Regions from separate parts of the Hordeum vulgare genome. Here region 2 is linked to region 1. A link is a contact called in public Hi-C data. All regions are on one chromosome and are shown on one strand. Each heading gives the region's core, a stretch centred on a gene start, on an enhancer-like site or on the middle of the called end of the contact. The rest is flanking DNA. Distances are from core to core; before and after follow the strand shown. Region 1 holds the start of LOC123442964 (DDT domain-containing protein DDR4-like). Region 2 holds the start of LOC123442967 (DNA mismatch repair protein MSH7).

What was found. A called contact is a pair of places that touch in the nucleus more often than the background predicts.
Region 2: a contact with region 1 is called in a Hi-C map of seedling, with 2.5 times the contacts expected there. The contact joins the promoter of LOC123442967 here to the promoter of LOC123442964 in region 1. A contact is called at or near these places in 2 of 6 Hi-C or Micro-C datasets (leaf and seedling).

What each region holds. Positions count from the first base shown.
Region 1 is chr3H:59,343,673-59,350,343 of MorexV3_pseudomolecules_assembly, forward strand. LOC123442964 (DDT domain-containing protein DDR4-like) reads left to right here and starts at 4,513. Exons shown (of 11, transcript XM_045119160.1): 1 at 4,513-4,750; 2 at 4,844-4,954; 3 at 6,494-6,580; 4 at 6,666-6,671. The coding sequence starts at 4,601.
Region 2 is chr3H:60,283,878-60,291,532 of MorexV3_pseudomolecules_assembly, forward strand. LOC123442967 (DNA mismatch repair protein MSH7) reads left to right here and starts at 1,665. Exons shown (of 17, transcript XM_045119163.1): 1 at 1,665-2,023; 2 at 2,985-4,077; 3 at 4,572-4,667; 4 at 5,322-5,377; 5 at 6,159-6,225; 6 at 6,651-6,746; 7 at 7,291-7,419; 8 at 7,498-7,531; 9 at 7,598-7,645. The coding sequence starts at 1,851. It overlaps LOC123442968, which reads right to left and starts at 3,114. Exons shown (of 19, transcript XM_045119164.1): 1 at 3,029-3,114; 2 at 329-479; 3 at 1-64.

The DNA.
Region 1 (6,671 bases), core at 3,263-5,762:
TATATAGTGTAGATTCGAAGAATCACTATTTGTTGAATTAATCTTTCTATTTGTACATTTTTTTCTTCAAAAAACATACTTTAATAGAAAAACCATTAAAAACACGTTTACAATATGAAAATGGAAAACTAAGTTCAAATCCTTCTTATTCACTTTGAAATCAAGCTTTGGTGATTTTTTTGTTTAAAAAAAATCAAAAACCAAAGGGAAACCATACCTCCTCTTCTTGGTCTCTATGAAACGTTGTACATGATAGCTCATATATGTGAAGGTTTTTTCATGAAAATGTTCATAGACAAAGTTTATGATTTTTGGTTGGTAACATGTCACACAAGACAACATTGTGCGCATGTTTTATATTTTTCTGATTTTTTTAATTAATGGTGCTCATTTTACCTCGATCGTGCTAGCTAGTTTTTTTTTCCTAAATGTACGTATACCAAGTTTAGTATTTTTCCTCGTTAGTGTGTCCTATAAAACGACGAACGACAAAGGTTTCGTATTTTTTCGATTTTTTAAAAATTATTTATGCTCAGTCAAAGCCTTTGAAACCCCGTTGACCAGCTCTAAACCCCTCTAAACCCCGCGGGGTTTCGCCTTACCCTAGCTCCGAACGTCAGCCGTCCGATCATACCCTAGCGCCAAGCGACAACCCTCAGATGTGGTCTTCTAGAAGTAATTCCGAGGGCAGGCTGCGAGCATGCTCCGCGCCGTTGGATCACATGGACGGCTCCGCATCGTTGGATCGTGGGGCGATCCGCGAGACTTGTTGGTTGTGCCTCCCCTTTCTTCGGGTACCCCCTTTATTCTAGTGTTTATTCTGCAGCGACGAGAGGAGCCACTCCTCCTCTGCTTCTTCTTCTTCGGCGACGAGAGGAGCAACTCCTCTGCTTCTTCTTCTCCGGCGACTTTGGGCGATATGTCGAGCTCCACTTCAGCATCCCGCTCCTCGTGGGCCCAGTATGGTTTGCTTCCCATGGAGCGATGTCCTGACTGCCCACGCAGCGCGCCACTGATACGGTTGACTTCGAAGAAGGTCAAGAATGGCAACTATGGGTGCGAGTTCGTGAAATGCGAGAGCAAGCCAGAGGGCAGGTTAGATCTCATGATTTTTCTCTGGTTTCTTTTTATATTTTCTTTTAATTCTTTTTTGATATGGGATTTAGGGTTCATGTTTTCGTTTTAGATCGTGAAGAAATGCACACATTTTGAATGGCTGGATGACTACGTTAAGTGGATTCAATTCAATGGGGCCCTAACCCGGGAGGTCAATCTGCCGTCAGCAACAACGAATTTGGTCTCTGAAAGTGCTGCTCTGACAGTTGGGGATGCAGATCTGAAGGGGGAAATAAAGAAGATGAACAAGAACTTGAAGCAGATGATTCAATTGAACAAGCAGGCGAATCTGATAGCTTTAAGATTTTATCCCTTTTATTTTTGTGTACTTGCTCTAGGATTTGTTTACTTGCTGGTCATCACTCGTTAGAGATGTTATTAGTGTGGTGTCATGTGCTCTAGGATTTGGTTAAATTTGTGGATCATGTGCTCTACGATTTGCTTAAATTTGTGGATCATGTGCTCTGTGCTCTCTGTTGCTTAATTTGTGGATCATGTCGGTTTCGGGTATCCGTCAGTTTCGTCAATTTTGTACACTTTCAGTTTCGTCAGACAACACCGACCGCAGAAAAAAAAAAGTAGTTCTAGGGCCCAAATTGAAACTAAGCTTTGGTTGGGCAGTCTCATTGCGTTGAGTATCGAAGGCCCACACGCTAGCTCTGTTTTTTTCCCTTGATTATTACCATGGTAAATCCATTTATTGCCATGCCGAACAAAAATAGTGCATGATGGTAAATCGATTTATTGTTGGACTTGCACATGTCAAGTTTATTTGTACATATCATGGCAATTTCCTTCTGTATATTGCCTACGGCACAACACTTTCCTTTTTTAACTGCGGGTATTATAAACAAGTTTTTGTTGCAAGAAAAATATTGTTTACACAATTTTGTTTTTGTTTTTTATTAAGAACATGTCAGACTTAATTATGTAGATCATGATATCCATCTGAAACCACGTCTAAAATAAAGTCTGGTGGCACCATTAGCCAGCATATGAATCTAGAGAGCATGTCTAGGCTCGGCTACGACATCATATCCATCGGCCGGTATCTCACATAGCAAACATACATCCATAACATAAAAAGTAGCAACCATAGCATACTTCTTACATAAAACATAGGGTACCCTAAACCATAGCATAGTCCACAAACTATTCAAAAATTAGCTTGTTTTTGTTCATACAATATACGGAATAGGGCCACCAACAATTCAAAAAAAAAAGCTTTTCTTCTTCTTCTTTTCAACATCAACATGGCTCATTTTTCTAGCTTTAGTTTCCTTTTTGACACTTCAACTACTCCATTATCCGCGCGTTCGAAAACTTAACCCTACTCTAAATGGGCGAAAACTTGCTGGTTTTCATTGAGGAATACTCAATCATTGATTGATTTAGCAGAAGGGCTCGTGTACGGCACCATATCCATCTAGCGATTTACCTTACATCAAATAAGATAGAAATAGCAAGCAAAAACACTGATAACCAACGACATATCAAATAGGGATTCCCTATCAAATAAGGGTAGCAAGCATAACAAAGTTCTTAGGGGATAACACGACAGAGATCAAAAGTTCACGGTACAACCAACGACATAATTAAGATAGAAATATTTAAAAGATAAAAAGCCATAACACCATAGGGCAAGACAAGCTCACGATCGAGACCGGGACTTCACCACCATCTTCACTGCGCCTTCTCTTCACTGCTCCCTCTCCATGCCGTCCTGGCCGATGTAGTAGGGGAGGTTGTGCATACCATCACGGGTGGGGAAGATGCAGCCGAAGTTTGTGAAGATGTTGTGGGTTGTGAATGCGATGAATTCGCATCCACACCAAAACACCTTGCGAGGAGGTAGTACGCATCAAATCTGTTGGTGAAGGTGACGGTGAGCCCTATCGGCGGAGTCCTGGAGTTTGGAGGCACTTCCTCGAGTCGAAACATCACCGGCGAGCCCGTTGGGAGGCGGGCGAAGCCCACATGGAGGAACCACTCGGCAAACCCCCTTGCACCCCTCGAGCGTGAGAACGCCCACACGCGGAGCGTCCTCTCCACGATGACGCCGGCCGGATATCGTCTCTCCGGCACGGTCGGTGGGAGCTCGAAGGTGGGGCCGTTGTAGTGCATCCTCGCCTCGCTTTAAGAGTGCTCTGGGTTTGGGTGAAGGGGGCGGCGCAAATGGATGTGTGGAGAATAGGTGGAGGGGTGGTGGTTTAAATAGGGAAAGGGGAAGGGAAGGGGAGTGGCACCGGCCGCGCTTTGGATTTGCTACGTTCAAACGAGTCACGTCGATCGATATGCCACTTTAATTGCCAACATGTTTTAATTGCCACGTTGAATAGATGCGAGTGGATCGAAAAATGTGAAACAATGCTCTACATCGAGGAGACACGCGTGGGAGATGATACGAACCAGCGGCAGCAACGGTCCCTGTGTCCGTGGCGGCTCGCGTGAAAATGAGTCTGGTCAGCGTCCGTGGCGACCCGCATGAAAAAGAGGCCGGTCAGCGCATCGTGGCGGCGGGTGGTGGCGCATGCAGGTAGGCTAGCTACGTCCATGCATGCAGGCTAGCTGGACATGTCGTGCATGCATAACAAGCTTCTGTCGTTGCGGCGCGCGCACGGCCCAATTCTAACCACGGGCCCACGGGCTAACCGCGACACCGTTCGCCGCGACCCCACTCATCAGGTCCACGGGCGACACAGTCAGCGCGGGCCCACTCGTGAGAGTTAACGGTCAAAGCACTGACCCGACGACATCCACTGTTTGTGACCAGTTCCGAGGGTTTCAGCCAAGGGAGTGGGGAAAAGTGAGCAAAAGTTAAGAGCATGGGGATAAGTGAGTATGGCTAAGGAACCAGGGGCACAGAAATAAAAATCCCTAAAAAATAAACATGTGATCAATTGTATGATAGGGATGCCTCCGAGGAGGTGTTTCTTGGGAAAAAGGTGTCTCTCCAACACATCCCTTCATCTTGTATATAAGTAGGTCTCCCACATTGCAATAGAACTAGCGGAATCATTTGAATTCTTCATTTCTCTCTTTGCTTTTATTCTATGACAGAGACGACGGAGAAATAGCGTGGTCAATGTTGGATTCCCTAATGATGCGTCGGCAGTTTCCAAAGGTACATGTCCACCATCCACTTCATATTAATACTATGTTTGGGTGATTTAAAAAACGGATAAGGCCAGAGTTACATGTAGAGAAATAAAAAGTGTGAGACGATAGTTGTCATACGAAAACACCTTCAATCCAGTTTCTATCCAAATATAGGCCCCTGAGTACACGAGCAAACCCACGCGTTTGCTAGGGTTAAAAACAAAATGTGCGGCCGCTTTGCGTGAGAAAAAAACCCCCTATAATACTCAACCACTCGCAAGCGCCGCTTCCCCTGTGCGTCTGGACTCTTCCCCGCCCTCCGTCCCGCCTCCACCCCCGAATTCTCCCCCCTTCCCGCCCACCCAACGCTCCCCCGCCCGCCTCCATGGCCTCGCCGGCGAAGCGCTCGAAGCACTCGTCGCCGAGGAAGCACCAGGAGACGCCGCTTCCCCCTCCGGAGGAAGGCCCCGCGGAGGATCCCCGCGTGCTCCTCCGCCGCCGCTGGGAGCTCGCCTCCGTTCTCCACTTCCTCCAGGTGCGCCCGGCTTTGTCTAGGGTTTCCGGCTTCCCCTTTTGCCGCCTGTCGGTTTTCCGCTTCGCGTCGGCGTAACCGGATGCGGATTTGCAGGTGTTCGAGCCGGTGATCGAGGCGAACCTGGGCCTCTCGGCCGACGAGATCGAGACGGCGCTCATCACCAACAGCGACGACCTCGCTCGCATCCACATTGCCCTTTTGAAGGTTTTCATCGCTCTCCTGAATTTTGTGCTGGGTCTGTGTGGGCCGTGGGTTGCGGAGTGCGTGCAAGTACTTTGCTCATCTGATTTGGTCTGGCCAACAGTGCGGTTGATTGTTTGTGCAGAGATCAGATGCATAGTGGCATGTCTAAATAGCCTAGGTTTGGAGTAGTATGCTTTGTTTTAACGTTCTTAATGCCGTATTTTAACATTTTTAATTACTTGATTCGTACAAAATTATTTTGATATTAATTTCCCTTCTAGTTTTGTATTTTTGATCATTGTGCACCGATTGCTGTGCATATTAGGCATTCGTGCTAATGTTTATGGAACATGGGTGGCCTGATTGGTTTCATGTTCTTGTTATGGATGTGTGTTTGAGACTTTGGAATTATGCTCAGTCGCCAATATGTCTGGTAGAAGATCTTCACTTGGCAAAATATGTCTGGTATAGATCTACACACTAAGTCATCAAGACGTCTGTCTACCTGCTACTATTTTCTAAACTAAATTATTGTTCTTTTATGTACTGCAAGTTTCACACCTGCCAATCCGGAAAATATGTTGCCAAGTGAAGATCTTCTACCAACTATTTGTCTATAATGTTTGTGTCCGAGTCTGACCAAGACAAATCAATTTTGTAAAAACCACTGCGCTCATAAATTTTTGATCTTCTAGTGCAGTCTGCATTTCTCAACAGGACATGTGTGGGGCATCTTCATGGTTTATGTATTTGTACTAAATGTTAGCATTGTTTATTGTGTGATATATTGCCTACACATCTGCAGAATGGGATTTATGTCGCTACACCTAGTAATCTGTACGTGCAAAAAGCACGTCCAAAATTTTGGAAGAGGGTACAATGGTACCCTAAAATTAATAACGAAGAGAAAATAAGATTGCTCCCTATATAGGTACGCAAATGGTTCAACGAAGGTTTGGGATGTGTACCTGAGAGGAGGGGGGGGGGGGCTCTTTATGTGACACTCTAGGAGAGAACAGAAGAAGCATGCATCTAAAGAAAATGGAAAGGTTTCCCTTTTAGGTTTCAACTTGTGCGTTTTTGCCGCTGCTGCGTTGCATGCTTTTCTAAGTGATATACATGCATGCCATCTGTATACATCTTCTAGTGTAATCACCGGGCCTTTGTGGCCTGTCTGCCTTGCTAGATAAGTAGATATAGGTGTGGCCTGCTAGTATCTGACAGAAAATTCAAGAACTTTGTACAACACGCAAGTGAGGAGCGCATAGGAAGCTAGGTGGTGGGGCTGACCGCAAATCCTGGAAACATAGGCCGTTAGATATCCCTATCCAACTGTGTACATATTGCCACAAAGTCCAGTACTTAAATCCATTGAATCTGAGCCGTATGATTTAAGAGATCCAACTGTTTAGACGTGTTGATATTGGTAAACTATATAGTGATATAGATTTTAGTTTGGTACTTTCTTCTTCTGACATAGTGAAGTATCAACTTTTTTTGTTGTACGGTGCCATGTTTGTCCTTGATGTTGTTCGCTAACTTATAGTGGTCAATGTTCAGGGAATACCACCAGTTAACAAAAACCTCAATGCTGATGATGGATGGATAGTATCAACTGCCAAGAAATTATCCGACTGGTGGTCATGGGTAGGTTGCTGGTACATATTGCCTGGCCTCTCTAGTAATGTAAATAAAATAGACTAGTCCAGTTCTTACTAAATTTTGGTTTCAGGTTGCT
Region 2 (7,655 bases), core at 415-2,914, 940 kb after region 1:
TGGTTGTTGTCGCCGGTGCCGCCTCCTGATATCCTGTTGTTTGTTGCTCTTCTTTATCATGCGGCTGTTCAAAGAAAGAGTTAATTTTAAATACCAGTGATAGATACATCTTTATTGATGTGTGAATGTTTTCGTAGTGATATGTTTTGTTTGTTGACCTCTTCTGATTGTTCACCTATGACTAAGACGTCAGTACTATCATTTGTTTCAAGCTGTTGTTCAAACTAAAAATAAATCATTAGGGACTGTATTTTCTTCTTTGTGCACTAATTATAATTCTTTTAAAAGAAATTATTAGGAACTGTAATTCTTGGCTGGTATTGTTCACCTTTACAGTGAATTTGACATGAGCTGCGCCTTGAAATCTTCCTTCTTCCTCCTCGTCTACTGAACTTCCTGATCCTATTTTTTCCAAGTATTGTTCTTGGTCTCCGGTGATAGGACTGCCTTTGCTGTTCTACGACGATGCTTTCTTTTTCCTGCTTTTTATGAACAAAAAATGTAAATAACAATGGAACTAAAGGATGAGACGATAGGGTCATTAGAGACACCGAGCCTAATATTCAGATTATGCTCAGCGAGAGGAAAATTACTCTTAAAGGATGGCGACTTGTTGACATAAAGCTTCCTGAGCCTATTAGGAACTAAAGTATGTGTACAACAACATCGGTCCCCGTTTTGTTTCTTACTTTTTGGATACCATTTTTGATTTATTTTTTAAAGAAAACTTCATTTGGAACATACGATCTTTTATAACTAGTGTCGCGCCGCCGGAGGCGCCATCTGCACGCGGGAACGACGAAAAAGGGAGGAACGCCAAAAAATGCGCTGCGACCTAGGACCCCCTTCAATATTTATATGAATGCTAACCGAGCCGAAAACGAGCTAGTGTCGTGCCGTCGGAGGCGCCGTCTGCACGCGGGAACGACGAAAAAGGGAGGAACGACGAAAAAGTAATGAACCGTGCCTTTAATTTTTGATGAACCGTGCATCTATTTTATTCATGGGGCGTGCCTCTATTATGAGTGCTTCTAAATTTTGATGAACCATGCCTCTAAATTTTGATGAACCGTGCCTCTATTTATTCATTAGACGTGCCTCTATTATCCGTGTCTCTATTTATTCATGGGCGTGCTTCTAAAGATTAATGAACCGTGCCTTTATTTATTCATGCGGCGTGGCCTTGAAATAATTTTGATATGTAAATCTTGGATTATATCCTTAATTTGATAGTTTTATGTTGTACAGGCTAGTTTAAAATTAAAATTTGATCGTGTTGAAAGCTCTCACAAGTAACTTTTCCTGAAATCTCAATTTTTCGGAAATATAATGGAAGAAACGAAAAGGAAAACAAGGAAAACACGAAACAAGGCTGAACTGAAAACACAAAAAGTTCAAAGGATTAGTTAAAAAATGTCTAAAACCGAAAACGGAATCGGGCTCCATGGGTGACGCGCGCGCGCCAATTAGTTGCTCCCAACAAAACCTCTAAGCTTATTGGACGGCGCTCTATGCAGGCCATACCGTCCAAACAAACCCAGTGGCCCATCGCGTGCGGAAGCGAGCTGGAAGTAAGTCCAGGCCGCCGCTTTGGCACAACGCTTTCAGGCCCAGGCCCAAACCACTCTTCTTCCCTGCACCGCAGGGCGCGAGACGCGAGACGGCGGGGAAAACGCAGCGGAAATCCCCCCGCCCCCCTCTCCACCGCGCTTGCATTTCCCGCTCGGAAATTCCCCCAAATAATTTCATCTCCCTCCCATCCCATTCCCCTATCCGCTCCCACCTCCCGGAGAACCCCGCTTCTCCCGCCCGGACGGAGAGCCACCTCGAATCGAATCCCGGCCACCGCGATGCAGCCGCGGCGGCAGCAGCAGTCCATCCTCTCCTTCCTCCACCCGCGCCAGAGCCCGGGGCAGGAGGCGCTCGGCGCCGGCGCGACCCCCGAGAGGCCCCCGCGCCCTCCCGCCCCGTCGTCGGTCGACGGCATCATGGAGAGGCTCGTGCGGCCGCCGTCGCAGGGGAGGTACGTGCGTGCGTACTGACGCGACCGACGCAGCTCCCGCCGTCCTAGGGTTTTGTCTGGGTTTGGGCGTCGTTTCATTGGGCCAGCTAGCTGCCGCAGTATCTAGCTAACGGTTCCGCGCGCGCATTTCTTAGGTGGTTGCCCGCTTGATAGTGAGTGCCGATTCGGTCGATTTAGTTGGATAGCTGTTCGAATGGCTTGAACTCAAATTCTGGCGTGGCTTCATTTGTTGTGGTGGCGCTATTGTGTGGCCAGTAGCAGCAGAGATGAGATGAATGCGAGTTTGCAGTTGCGCTGTTTTTTGACGGGCTTAGCTCTTTTGACTGCGCCTGGTGTTTGGCCACTGCATGTGTTGTGCCTGATAGTTTACGGCCCGCATTGTCATCCTCAGTTAGTCAGTTTGTTTTTGCTATTGCATTGTCCTCATCAGTCGCCATGCTGGCCGTGTTAAATCCGTTTCTCTTAACTTCAATGTTCTTGCTGTCTGTGTCTATAGGCTGTTGGATGGTGATTTATGTGATCTATCTATGTTTTAATTCACATGTTTGTAGTTTTTGAGCATGGATAGATGATGCACCATAAAGTAAACTTAAGATTGGGCTGTTCCATACAATCAAAAGGAAGAATCTGGGCTAATATGCATTATCAGCGATTGCCGATTCGTATTTTGCATGTGGTTCACTCTATCTACATTGCAACTAGCCTTAAGGTTATTGGAGTTACTGTGCTAATTGTCCTAAACTTTAGCGCAAGCTTGGATTGCTGTAATAGACTATGGATTGTTTGGATTGAATGTATTTGTCTCTGTGTTATTGGCATATGCCAGGTGTATGTTCTTGCCTTATTGGTCCATAGTGTCTTGTTTGTTGGTTTGCATCAGCATAGTTTGCGCTCAATTTGGAAAACACTGTCTTGTTTCTTTGATTTGCCATCACAATGATGCTCTCTGTGCTTGTCACAGAAACAAAGATGCTGCCCAGATTAGAAATGCTGAGAGAGCCTTACCTGGTAAAAATGAAGATACCTCAAATGAGCGCTCAAGTGCAGTATTCCCTGTACCGTACAACGGCAACTATAGCAGAGGAACTATGCTATTTGCAGAACATAGCATGGATACCACTCCGCCACAGGAGCCGTTGAAGTTCACCGCAAGGTCTTCCACAGATGAATTTGTTAGAGCAAGCACACTGTTCCCTGAACTTGGTTCAGATCAAACTCCGCTTCATGTGTGTCCGAAGAAGTTATCATCAGAGCGCCCAAACAATCAGTATGCTCAAGATAATTCAGTTTTTGAAGCATTTGATGTACAAACTCCGTCCCAGGAACCCTTGAAGAGAATCTTTTCTGGCCCTTTTCATGGAGCAGATACACCTTTATCAGAGTATCGTTCATATCCAATTCCTTTGCAGCATCCATCGAAGAAGTTGTCACTGGGCTCTTCTAGTGGTGAATACGTTAGAGCAGTGACACCGCTTAGACTTGATTCGAATGATACCCCTACAGTGAAACACTCAAAGAAGCTATTCTCTGGGTCTTCAGACCATTCGTACATTAAAGCAACTAATTTGTTTGCGGAATTCGATTCAAATGGAACTCCGCTGCAGAACCACTCGAATAAGTTCTCAGTATCTATGAATGGTATTGGAGCACCTGCTACACTGTTTCCGGAACTTGATTCTGTTCTTCTAAAACCAGAAACTCCAGTGACACGAGCAGCGGCTCCTCGTGGGAAGAGAGTTCAACAGGATCAATGCATGACTGCCAATAACAGCCACTCTCCTTTGTGGGGTTCAAATAAGAAGGTGAAATCAGCTCATTGTTCTCCAGCTGGGAAGATGGTTAATGATGAAATGGCTGAAAGTGCACGTAGTAAATTTGAATGGCTGAATCCTTTGAATATCAGGGATGCAAATAAAAGGCGACCAGGTGACCCACTTTATGACAAGAGAACTCTTTTTATTCCACCTGATGCACTGAGAAAGATGTCAACATCTCAAAAGCAATACTGGACTATTAAGTGCAAATTTATGGATGTTCTCCTCTTCTTCAAAGTGGTAAATGCCATCATCATTGACTCATACACTGCATATGTGCAGTATACTATACTATCTGCAAGATTATCACGTGAAAGATTACTGCAATGCTAACCAGTATCTCTCATACCTTGGTGTCATACTGAGCTATTGCCTAACCCTATTATTATGAACTAGATGCATTTTGCTCATGGGACTACTGCACAATTCTTTGTTTACTGGTCATCCTTAAACAGTTTTACCCAATTACTCCATGCATGTTGAAATATGCATCAGAAGTTAGACATTTATGAATGATGTTTGTTCTGGTTAATAATCCAAAATGTTATTTGCTTTTTTATTTTGGGTTCCTTCATTTGTTCTTATCCTCTCAGACTGCTTACACCTCACTGTTTTGAATGCTGCTTTGATCCCTCTCCTAGACTCCCATGACCTCCAAAATTATCTAAGTCGACCAGTTCTTTTCTGGTACTTGAGATATATAACCCACAGAAATATTTTTCCTGTATGTGTAGGGGAAATTTTACGAGCTGTATGAAGTTGATGCTGAGATCGGTCAAAAGGAACTTGATTGGAAAATGACTATTAGTGGGGTGGGAAAATGCCGACAGGTACCCAAAGTCATAACTAGACGATTCCTATTTTGCCACTGGAATGCTTGGTTCTGACATCTGAATGTCTGCTGTACTGACCCTGCTAAATTATACTCCTTCCGTCCCAAAATTCTTGTCTTAAGTTTGTCTAGAAATGGATGTATCTAAATACTAAAATGTGACTAGATACATTCATATCTAGACAAATCTAAGACAAGAATTTTCGGATGGAGGGAGTACATCATTTCCTGTACTACCCATGGTTACTTGTTGCTTGAGTAATAAGTACTCCCTCCGTCCCAAAATAAGTGTCTTAATCTTAGTACAACTTTGTACTAGCTCTAGTATAAAGTTGAGACAGTTATTTTGGGACAGAGGGAGTATCATTCATTTGCCAGATCATTTGTCCTATAATATTATGCGTACGCTATATTATTTGTACTGGTATTTAGACAATACTCTCGGTAATGTAGTTCTATTGGCATTTTGGAGATGATTGGCTAAATTGTATTTTTCATATTTTGCCAGCCACTATAGTAGCACTTCATGCTTTGTTTCAACTAATGCTTTTGTAGTAAACACTCAGGAAGAGAAGAGAGTTTTATACAGCCTTTTAGTAGCTTTATTATCACATTGTGGTACATGAGACTGACTTGTTCATCTTATGTGAAGGTTGGTATTTCAGAGAGTGGGATTGACAATGCTGTTGAAAAGCTTTTAGCTCGGGGGTAAACTTCTTCGTCTCCTTATGCCTTGCTCATTTTCAGCATTTTGATCTTAACATTATCTTGAACATCAGCAAGTTGATGCTCAGTTCTTCCGGTTGGTATTGACAGGCCATATGTTTGTTTCTATCGGTATTGTTGTTGATTATAATATGAGAAAGGTACTCAAGATTGATTCCTTATTGGTTTCTGTGCCAGTGTAGTTGTGGAAAAAAAAAACTATAATCAGCTGCACAATGCATTTAGTTTCCTTCTGAAAGCTATATGAGTACTCCCTCCATTTCTGTATACAAGGCCACTTTGTTTTTTGTCCAACTTTGACTTATAATTTTGGTCAACAAAACATGGGTTATATGTCATAAGAAAATATACCACCCGGAAGTTCTTTCCAGTGTGCATCTAATGACATACTCCCTCCGTTCCTAAATATAAGACCTTTTAGAAATTTTACTATGGACTACATACAAAGCAAAATGAATGAATTTATACTTTAAAATATGTCTATGTACATCCGTATGTAGTTTATAGTGCAATATCTAAAAGGTCTTATATTTAGGAACGGAGGGAGTACTTTTTGTGGCATATAACTCAATTTTGTTGGTAAAATTAACGGTGGAAGTTAGGCATAAAAATATGAAGTGGCCTTGTATACTGAAATGGAGGGAGTATATGATATGATTTTGTGATGTGACACATCCATTATGGTACTGTATATAAATTACTTCCGCTCTATTTTATTTCTTTTGGTGGTTTGATTGCTCATCTATCTAGCATTTCCCTCCAGATATAAAGTTGGAAGGATAGAACAAATGGAATCTGCAGCACAGGCGAAAGTTAGAGGACCAAATTCAGTAAGTTTTCCACTCCCATTCCTTTTTGGATGCCCTTACAGATGTGTTTAGTTAACACTTTGAAACTTTGACCACTAATATGTTATATACTCAATGGTATTTTGATTAATCTTGTGCAAATGTTATTACTAGATTGTCATAAAAAAACTTAGAGGTCAGTACAGTTTTAAGAACTTACATTGACATGTGACTGCAAAACTAATGGGTTGTGAAGTACACACATTGGACACTCTCATGGTCTAAAACATGTAGTAGAATTGAATCAAGGTAGTAGGTACATAACCTGTGGTGTGTGCAGCAGCACTTGAATGCATATATTAAATATGTACCCCAACATCTCCGTTGACTGATGCATAAAGCTTGCCCTTTCAAGTTACAAGAGATTGATTGTATATAAGTGTGACATTTTTTCTTACTTCTGCAAGGTTATCGAAAGAAAGTTAGCTCATGTATCCACTCCGTCAACTGCAGCTGACAGCAACATAGGTCCTGATGCTGTTCATCTTCTTGCATTGAAAGAGGTTTGCTTTTGCTAACAAAGCAATACATTGCATTTGGATGATATGATTTGGTATAATGTTTTGTATGTTCATCTGACACACATGAGAAGGCACGATACTAACACACAAGCTAACCATCTGATAATAGAAATAACGCTATTTCCTCAAAAGGCAGGAAAGAACTACAACCTCGTGGCCGTTGGACACAATAACCAAATAAATTTACATAGAAACATAGTGATAAATCTAAATCTGGTTGGTCACTATGTATAAATATGTAAAATATTGTGGCAAGGATGTAGAAATGTTAAATGTATGGAACTTGCTGAAGACAATCTTGATACTTAATTGATCTATTGTTTTATTCACTAATAAAATGTCATTTTCAGTATCCCTGTGAGCCATGTAGTGTTATGTATCCTAGTTTTTACCTAGTCAGTTTTGTCCTGCAATTTGTTCATAAATTCTGTAATTCATCTTGAATTAGTTTATGAACATTTTTCATAGGTGATGTTGATCTAATGTAGCCTGTCCTCTTTTTTTTTTTTTTTTTTTGAATTTTCAGGTTACTCTAGCTTCTAATGGTTCTCGGGTCTATGGATTTGCTTTTCTAGATTATGCTGCCCTTAAAATCTGGGTTGGTTCACTTCAAGATGATGATTCGTCTGCAGCTTTGGGGGCTTTGCTGGTGCAGGTAGGCTCTTTGCTGTAGCGATTTATTTGCTTTGGTTCAACAGATCAGAAGTGATCATTCATCAGTATACTTTTTCAGGTTGCCCCGAGGGAGATAATCCATGAATTCTCAGGTCAGTACATCTTTTATCTTGTAATCTTGATGTATATAAGAACTAATATTTGTTTTCTTTTGTCAGGCCTCTCAAGAGAAAGTCGTAAATCAATGATAAAATATGCCTCAGCAGGTAAAGCGTC